Linked DNA regions of Hordeum vulgare: region 2 is linked to region 1. A link is a contact called in public Hi-C data. All regions are on one chromosome and are shown on one strand. Each heading gives the region's core, a stretch centred on a gene start, on an enhancer-like site or on the middle of the called end of the contact. The rest is flanking DNA. Distances are from core to core; before and after follow the strand shown.

Region 1 (4,059 bases), core at 1,432-3,931:
CATCACGGTTTAGAAGACACGCTTGGAAAATCTCTGGAACCAAGGTAGTCACCTATTGGTTGTGAGATGTAGCAGGTGTAGATGCTAATGCGCCTAATCAACTGAGAAAATACTAGTAGTACTAATGCGTGAGCAGCAAATTGGAAGGGCGTATGCATAAGTAGTACTAGTACTAATTAATAAGAGTAATTGCTTTCGTGCCTTAAATTTTATCTATTTTGAAAACGCATGTAAGTTTAACCGTGCCTTCTAAGAGGGTGCTTGGATCCAAGGGACTAACACTAGTCTGACTAAAAATAAGTTTCAAGCACCCCTGACTAAAAAGAGGCTAAAACTAGTCTTGAGGCTAAAATCTTTTAGTCAGTGGTACCCCTACTAAAATGTGGATTAGTCCTCTCTCTCTCCTCATTTAACTCCTCTCTTTTAACACATGCGAGTTTTTGATTGGAGGGTTTGAAGGATAATAAATGCTCATTTATTTGATTTTAGTTTCTTTAGTATTTGGATCCAAGCATGGGTGAGGCTAACAAGTTTTAGTCCCACTACTTTTAGTCATGAGACTAAAACGTATCCAAACATTCTCTAAACCGTGACGGAGGAAGTAGAGTACTATGTTACTCTCTATTATGAGTAGTGTAAGCAAATGCTCCGAGAGCTATCCATGCATTTTTCTTCGTTGCAACGCACGAACATCTTTACTATGAAAACCAAAGAACGGATGTTTGATTGTACATTTAAAATAAATTTTATGTCAACGCTATTTATATTCGATGCCAACATTTGTTATTTATATGCGATAATGGTTTGTGTGATCGACGCGCATGATTTTGCATGGATTTAAGAGTCCGAACTTAAGATATATGAACGGGGGAACGAAATATCCAAATGCGTTCTCGGATATATAGGAGGCCGAATTTATCTAGTCTTTGTAGATGGTTTTGATACCCAAATATCTATATCAGTACCTTGTTTAAAAAAATATTTTTATCAGTACAAGAGCAGAGTTGACGTGGCAAATTAGAGTCCAGATCAGATCATGTTGATTATCCACACGGACACGGTGAAGGTGAGCGCTGGCGAGGTGAAAGGCCAAAGGTAAGCAAAGAACGAAAGCGGGCTAGTGGGTGGTTTGATTTGTGCTACTGCCACGCTGAGATGGATGTCTACTTGGCTACTTGCGTGGTAAGAAGAGGAAGAACAGTCAAAGAACTACTTTGACTACTGTTTGTACATTTGGCTGTAAGCAAATGCTCCGAGAGCTATCCATGCATGCCCAGACGTGGTGCTCGTCTAACTGGAGTTGTAGTATACCCATTCTCCGCCTGAGGCCTCGTTTGGCACGAAGAGATTTAACAGGTTTTGAGAGGAAAATCCTTGAAAGGGTCAAAAACCCCACAAAACCTCGGACGTTTATTTGATAAGAGGGGTTTGCTTAACCGAATCCCTTCCGTTTCCCTTTAATCCCTTTCTATTAATGTGTTTCAGGATCTTTTTCAGAGACTGATGGAAGCAAAACCCCAAAGGTTTAAAAGAATTGGGTGAAAGAAAGGGATTCACCAAATCTCCTTAAATCCCCTCCTCTTCAAACCTCCCAAATTCACTTCTACCAAACAAAGCCTGAAGATTTTGCTGCATCATGAGCACGCACCAACCAACCAATGTATCGAACTCGGTGCTTTTAATACTCTTTTGCTCCTCCTCCTTTCCTCCAACAGAATTCATTATTCCCTGGTGCGGTGATACTGCCGGTACGTGCTCTCGGCCAGTCCGGTGGCGACTGACGTCTCTGCCCGGGCCTCCCCCGATTGCCACGCCCCCGGCAGACGACAAACCATGCTGCCTAAAAGACGCCGCATTATTGCGAGTATTGTACTGCTCCTACTGTGCCATGCCGTAGTACAGTACGTATCATGCATGCATGCCAGAGCGTACGTGCGTGCGTATACCCCCTACTCAAGATGCAAGCGCAGGGATTGGATTGGATCGGATCGGATCGGATCGGATCGGACTGATGGGTGCAAATGGTGCCGCGCGCACGGTACTACCAGACACAGGACACGCGCGCGAGCGATCACCCATCCTTCGAAAAAGGATCACTTTCCTCGGTCCTTCCCTGAGACACCGACCTCTGCTCGTGGCTACCGAGCGAGCGACAGCTACCACGAAGTTCACCGCCCCGGAGGCGGGGCCTCTGCCTTCTGACAAGTGACGGCTCACGGAGTATTTGTTTGCATTTTGTGCGCGGTGATTTTGTTTTCTTTCAAGGCAGCAAGCAAGGCTCACCATTTTATTTTGTTATTTCTCCACCGTCGAAGCTTGTACCCGCAGATTGTTACGCAACAGTGGTTGTTGTACAACATTATGGATAATGGATTACAACTGGCCAACTATTGCAGTCTTGTCCAATGGTCCTCTGGAGTCTGGACTCCACAATGAAGTACTCCATCGCACCCAGACACGGACTTCACGCAGCTAGCGTTTGCACCCTATCTTGCACTAAGCCGGAAAAAAACCACGCATGTTACGGTTCCTAAAACTTGGCCACGACGACAGAAGTTAGCATGACAGAGAGTCGCTAATAGCCACGCTTCAAAAACGCGCCCCAGGATAGGCTAGCAGTAGCAGCGCGCGCGGCCTATAAAAGCTGCTCCGCGCGCCGCTAAACCCTTCACCCCTCTCTCCCGCTTCCACCTCCAAGCTCTCAATCACAATCCATCGCCTCGCTTCTCAACAGGCTTCTTCCTCTTCTTGAAGCGGCGGAGACCGGAGCCTACGCGGGGGCTTCGCGGCAGGAGCTGGCTAACCATCAGCAGCCCCACGCGGCGGCGCCGGCGCCGCACGACACGGACGCGGAGCTGGCCGGCGGTGGGGAGACGGAGGAGCAGCGCGGCAAGTTCCTCGTGCTGCGCCTCTACGAGGCGCTCAACGCCCGCGACGCGCGCCGGGCGCAGGACCTGCTGGCCCCGGACCTCGAGTGGTGGTTCCATGGCCCGCCCGCGCACCAGCACATGATGCGCCTCCTCACCGGCGCCGGCACCAACGACGAGTTCAGGTTCTGCCCTCGCTCCGTCGACGCCTTCGGCTCCACCGTCGTCGCCGAGGGGAGCGCCGACGGCGCCGGCCAGCTCCTCTACTGGGTGCACGCCTGGACCGTCGGGCCCGATGGGGTGATCACCCAGCTCAGGGAGTACTTCAACACCGACCTCACCGTCACACGCCTCTCCGCCGCGGCGGCCACCAAGAACGCCAGCGCGAGCTCTCCTACCCACTCCTCATCTTCTTCTACCTCTTCCTCCCCCTCCTCGTCTACGTCCTCGGGCCTCTCCTCGCCGGCGCACACACCCAAGTGGCCCAAGTGCTTGTGGCAGAGCCGCCGCACCGACCGCGCGCGCAAGTCGCTGCCGGGCCTCGTCCTCGCCATCTAAGAACAGAGCCTACCATTGAGTAAGCTGCAAGTTAAGGTCTTGGCGTATGGGCTGCTGAACTCAACTGCCTGCGACCTGCGTGCGAGTAGAGTAATCAGGGATCCCACACTTCCACCACAACCACTATCGCTTTGCGTGCTTGATTACCAGTGTGATTTATTTGGTCTAAATCATGGATTATGATGTGTACTACTACTGCGGCAATGGCTTGCTATTGCGGCTGAATAAAAGTATAATGTATTGGACCCTTAAGCAATGTGTGATGAGTCACCTCCATTTCTTTTTTTCTGTCTTTCCTGTTTCCTTGGTGCCATGAGTGACCGGTCCGGTCTTCAAATGAAGCGAGTGACTCCTGTTTAATTTTATTTCACCACAGATTGAAAACTAATTGAGTCAGCAATTGTTGTTTCCGTAAGAGTGGCACCTCTCATGTATTCTTGGCAAAAAATGCATACGTTGGGGACAAATCAAAGCATGCACGAAAACAAAAGTCTGGATAAACCGAGTACACGGATGCAGAGATTCATACCAGAGTAACGGAAAGTCTCCCGCATCCCGGCGGGAAAAGTTCAGGGTGTTGCTTTCAACGTAGCACACACCAAACAAATCCTTGATGTGAAGTTTGCTGGATTCC
Region 2 (3,992 bases), core at 457-2,956, 350 kb after region 1:
CTGCCTCTGATCGCCAATGGGCAATGGGCATACACTACAAACTAGTAGTAGCTACTACTACTAGTATGTCAAATCTACAGATAGATCGCGCCCTGGAACCAGCTTACCCGTCGCCTAGTTGCTAATTGTAAATGTACGTACAAACTAATCACCCATTCCTTCCAACTCCAGGGGAAGAAAGCTTTCGTGTGTGCGGCCCAAAATTTCCCAGTGGCCCGTTTGATAATCGCAACTGGTTCATAAAAGTACAGTGTGCTAGTACTACTAAAAGCTGCAAGCTAGGCTAGTCCTAACTGATTCACAGTGCTACTACTAGGAGTAGTAATACTGTACTTTCTGTTTCAGATCGTATCAGCTAGGCTGCTAGCCAGAGCCCAAACGATGAAACGATTGGAGCGTTGCAGGACACAGAGACAAAACCAATCAAGCCAGAAAAATGCAGCACGAAAGCAAGAATGCTCAGACGAATAACACACGGAATCAATCAATCAATTAACCCATCGAACGAACCAAAGAACTTGAGTAGAGTAGAGTTGCGGGCTAGACAATCATCTTTAATTTGTTCCTCCTACTGATGGTGATCTAGATGCTAGTAGTAGATGGATGCGAGGTCGGTGATGTGAATTTTCACAGCCCGATCAAGTTTCTTGAGGTGGTGACGCCGCCGTCCACGACGAGGTTGTGGCCGGACACGTATCTGGAGTCGTCGCTGGCCAGGAAGAGCACGGCCTCGGCGATGTCCCTGGGCCTGAGCGTCGACCCCTTGAGCGTGGCGAGGCTCCTCACCACCTCCTCCATCTTCTCCACCTCCTGGTCGCTGGGCACGGCCACGTCGAGGCCGATGTCGGCGTCGGCGTCGTCGGCGGCGGACGCGTCGTGGCCCTGGCGCCAGGCGTTGATGAGCATTGGGGTGGCGACGCCGAAGGGCGAGACGCAGTTGACGCGGATGCCGTGCGCGCCGAGCTCGCAGGCGGCGTTCTTGGTGAGCCCCACGATGGCGTGCTTGGAGGCGGTGTAGGCGTGCGGGCCGAGGCCGCCCAGGACGCCGGCGACGCTGGCGATGGAGACGATGCTCCCGTAGCGGCGGGCCATCATGGCGCGCCCCGCGTGCTTCATGCCGAGCGCGGTGCCCAGCGCGTTGACGCGGAGCACGCGGTCGAACTCGCCGGCGTCGAACGTGAGGATGCTCTTGGCGGCGCTGGTCTGCCGGCCCAGCACCCCGGCGTTGTTGCAGAAGACGTCGAGGCGGCCGTAGCGCGACACCGCACGGTCGACGGCGCGCTCCACGTCCTCCTCCACCGACACGTCGCAGCGCACGGAGCCGACGTGCGGGCCCAGCGAGGCCGCCAGCGCGTCGCCCGCGGCGTCGTCGATGTCCGCGATGAGCACCTTGGCGCCGTGCTTGACGAAGAGCCTGACGATGGCCTCCCCGATCCCCCGCGCGCCGCCGGTGACAATGGCCACCTTGCCGTCGAGCCTCTTGTGCATGGGGGTGGGGGCGCCGCTGGCGTCCCACCCATGGGCGTGGTGCGACGGCGACATGGCGGGCTGGTGGGCCTTCTCCGGCATGACGTCCAAGGCAGGCATGGCGGTGGCCGTGGCGAGCTCTTGCGCGTAGGCGGCGAGGCTGGTGCGCAGCGCACGTACCGTCGTCTTCTTGAGATGAGAGGGAAGTGTGTGAAGCGCGGCGAGCTTGCTGTTGATGGTTTAGGGGGAACGCAGGGCGGGGTCTACTTATAGGCTGGCCGGGCGACTGGTTGTACGGCCAGCTCGCGGGACTACACGTAATTCAACGCGTACGTAGTTGTTGCTTCTACTATCTAGCCTAATGAAAAAGTTGTTGCTACTAGTTTATCATCGTTTGATTCGTGATTAGCCAAGCACATACAGTAGTAGTAGTATGTGGCAAGCGGTTCAGTAAGTAGAGGGTGCTTGTACATGGTTGTCTGTCTGGCACTGATGTCATGGTCTTTGCGGCCAACTAAACAGCCTTGTTTAACTCTGATCGGATCAGCACGGAGGGCGACACTGCCTCTGACCGGACTGCATATCTCCGGTCCACGAGGGAGAAAGAAAAAACCCAGAGATGTTGCCAACGCCAGCGCATTCGTAGAAGCGAGGGCGAGGACGACCAACGGATGGAGCAACTAGCAAAAGCAAGGCCGAGACCGACGGGGAGAGAGCCGCACACGGTTGGGCGGACGGATCGGGTTGACCGCGGCTTCAGGTTTTGGGGCGCCGGAGATGGGCTCCGATGACCGCAAGTTACGTGGGGGTCGATGGTCGTGTCCTGGCTGCTGGCTTCAGCTGATGCCGATGCGTGAGCGTGACTAACTCAACAACTAGGACGGATTTCCTTTCAACCATCGGTGTGGACGCTCACAAGATTGAGGAGCACGAAACCGATGCCCTTTTATATTTGTTTTTTGGTTTTCGTGGGACTTTGCATTGCATGGGAATGAGACTACCCGAGGGTTGCTGGGTCAACCCCCTTGAGAGGAGACATTGTGTTTGCTTGGGCTTTCGGCTCTCGACTTTTCAGGCTGGGTAGTTGCCGACCGGAGCCCGGTTCAACACCCCCCTCCTAATTCTACGTGCGAGAACGGTTCCTACGCAACACCATCCTCCTCCTAAGTCCTAACCTAATTCATCGCTTTACTAACCCCTTTTCTTCTTCTTTTGATTTTGAATGAAAACAACAAAAATATCAGCCTTTTAGTGTCTCTCTCCTCTGGTTGGGCTTCACGGTTCCTTTTTCGTATAAGACTGTGATAAGTCTGATTGATCATTATACCTAAAATATTTGCCCAACTTGTAACGTACACCCCCTCGCTTTACCGCGGTGATCGAATTAATCGCCTCGCTTTTTATTGACTCATGGACAATGGTGACCCTAATTTCTGGCCACAGACCGAACAGCTCCATCACACATTCATGCATGGGAACATTTTGGTCGCCAGATTAATCGCATCCAATCGGTACAGAGGAGACATACATATACAGTGCAGAATAGTCTTTTTTTTTCTTTCCTTGCCAGGATGAATAGTCTCCTTTGAAAGGAGACGAGTTTTAGTCCACCCCACACCAACGGCAACCCCAATGTTTAACCTCTACCAAAGTCAAAAGCGAACAAGGCCACGAACCCTACCTCCGCCATCTCATCAACTCTGGGTATAAAAAACTGGCTTCGTCTCTCGTCGGGGCCCGGTTGCAGACGAGCTAAACGAATTGACCAAATCTTGGCGTCACCGCCTGAGCACTTTTGCAGCTAGCGACCAGAGAATTAACTTCACCCAGTACTACTCCGTAGGCATACCGTATTCGTATTACCCATCTCCTCTTTTTTTTGAGCGTATACCCCCTCTCCCTTACGCACGTACTTACATCAGTCTTATCCCGCACCGTGTACATGCATGTATACCAGTATATGTACTGGTGACGTGATGCTGATGTTAACACGTATGTTGTCGAGGTGAGGAAGCCAGGGTGTACGCATGCTACTTATTGAGTTTCCGTGAGATGGCGTAGGGACGTGGCGCTTTCAGTAGACTTTTCTGAGTTATACTCCCACGTAGTTGTAGTAGTATATCCTCTCGTGGAAGGGATGGAGACTATGAAATGAGGGTTAGTTTGTTACGTGGACGAATCTGCTCTTTGTATTTGGCTCTTGACCTTAAACTATTGCTGCTTGCTCGCAGGTCAGCATCGATCGCCTGGCTAGCTAGCTAGCTAGGCATAGCCATGTTATGGCCAAGCCAAGTTGGAGCCAAGCAAATCCATCTTAGCAAAGGCCGGTGCAAGGCTAAGCTCTCGAGACAAGGCTAACACATGCATTATTGATGCCGGACAAGGACAAAACTGCAGGGAAATTAAGCTCCTAATGCTCATTATCTATAGGCCATGATCCGATGCACTCAATTAGTTTTTTGCAACGAGTACTCTGTTGCAATAGCGGCGAACACCTCCAAAATATTTCCGGAACAAGTGTCATG

What was found. Hi-C and Micro-C count contacts between places; a contact is called where the count stands out from the background.
Region 2: a Hi-C map of leaf shows a contact between it and region 1, with 2.4 times the contacts expected there. The contact joins the promoter of LOC123450598 here to the promoter of LOC123446576 in region 1. A contact is called at or near these places in 3 of 6 Hi-C or Micro-C datasets (leaf and seedling).

The regions. Positions count from the first base shown.
Region 1 is chr4H:440,930,893-440,934,951 of MorexV3_pseudomolecules_assembly, forward strand. It overlaps LOC123446576 (senescence associated gene 20-like), which reads left to right and starts at 2,682. Exons shown (of 1, transcript XM_045123152.1): 1 at 2,682-3,677. The coding sequence starts at 3,009. The coding sequence ends at 3,425.
Region 2 is chr4H:441,278,612-441,282,603 of MorexV3_pseudomolecules_assembly, forward strand. LOC123450598 (sex determination protein tasselseed-2-like) reads right to left here and starts at 1,707. Exons shown (of 1, transcript XM_045127767.1): 1 at 469-1,707. The coding sequence starts at 1,707. The coding sequence ends at 628.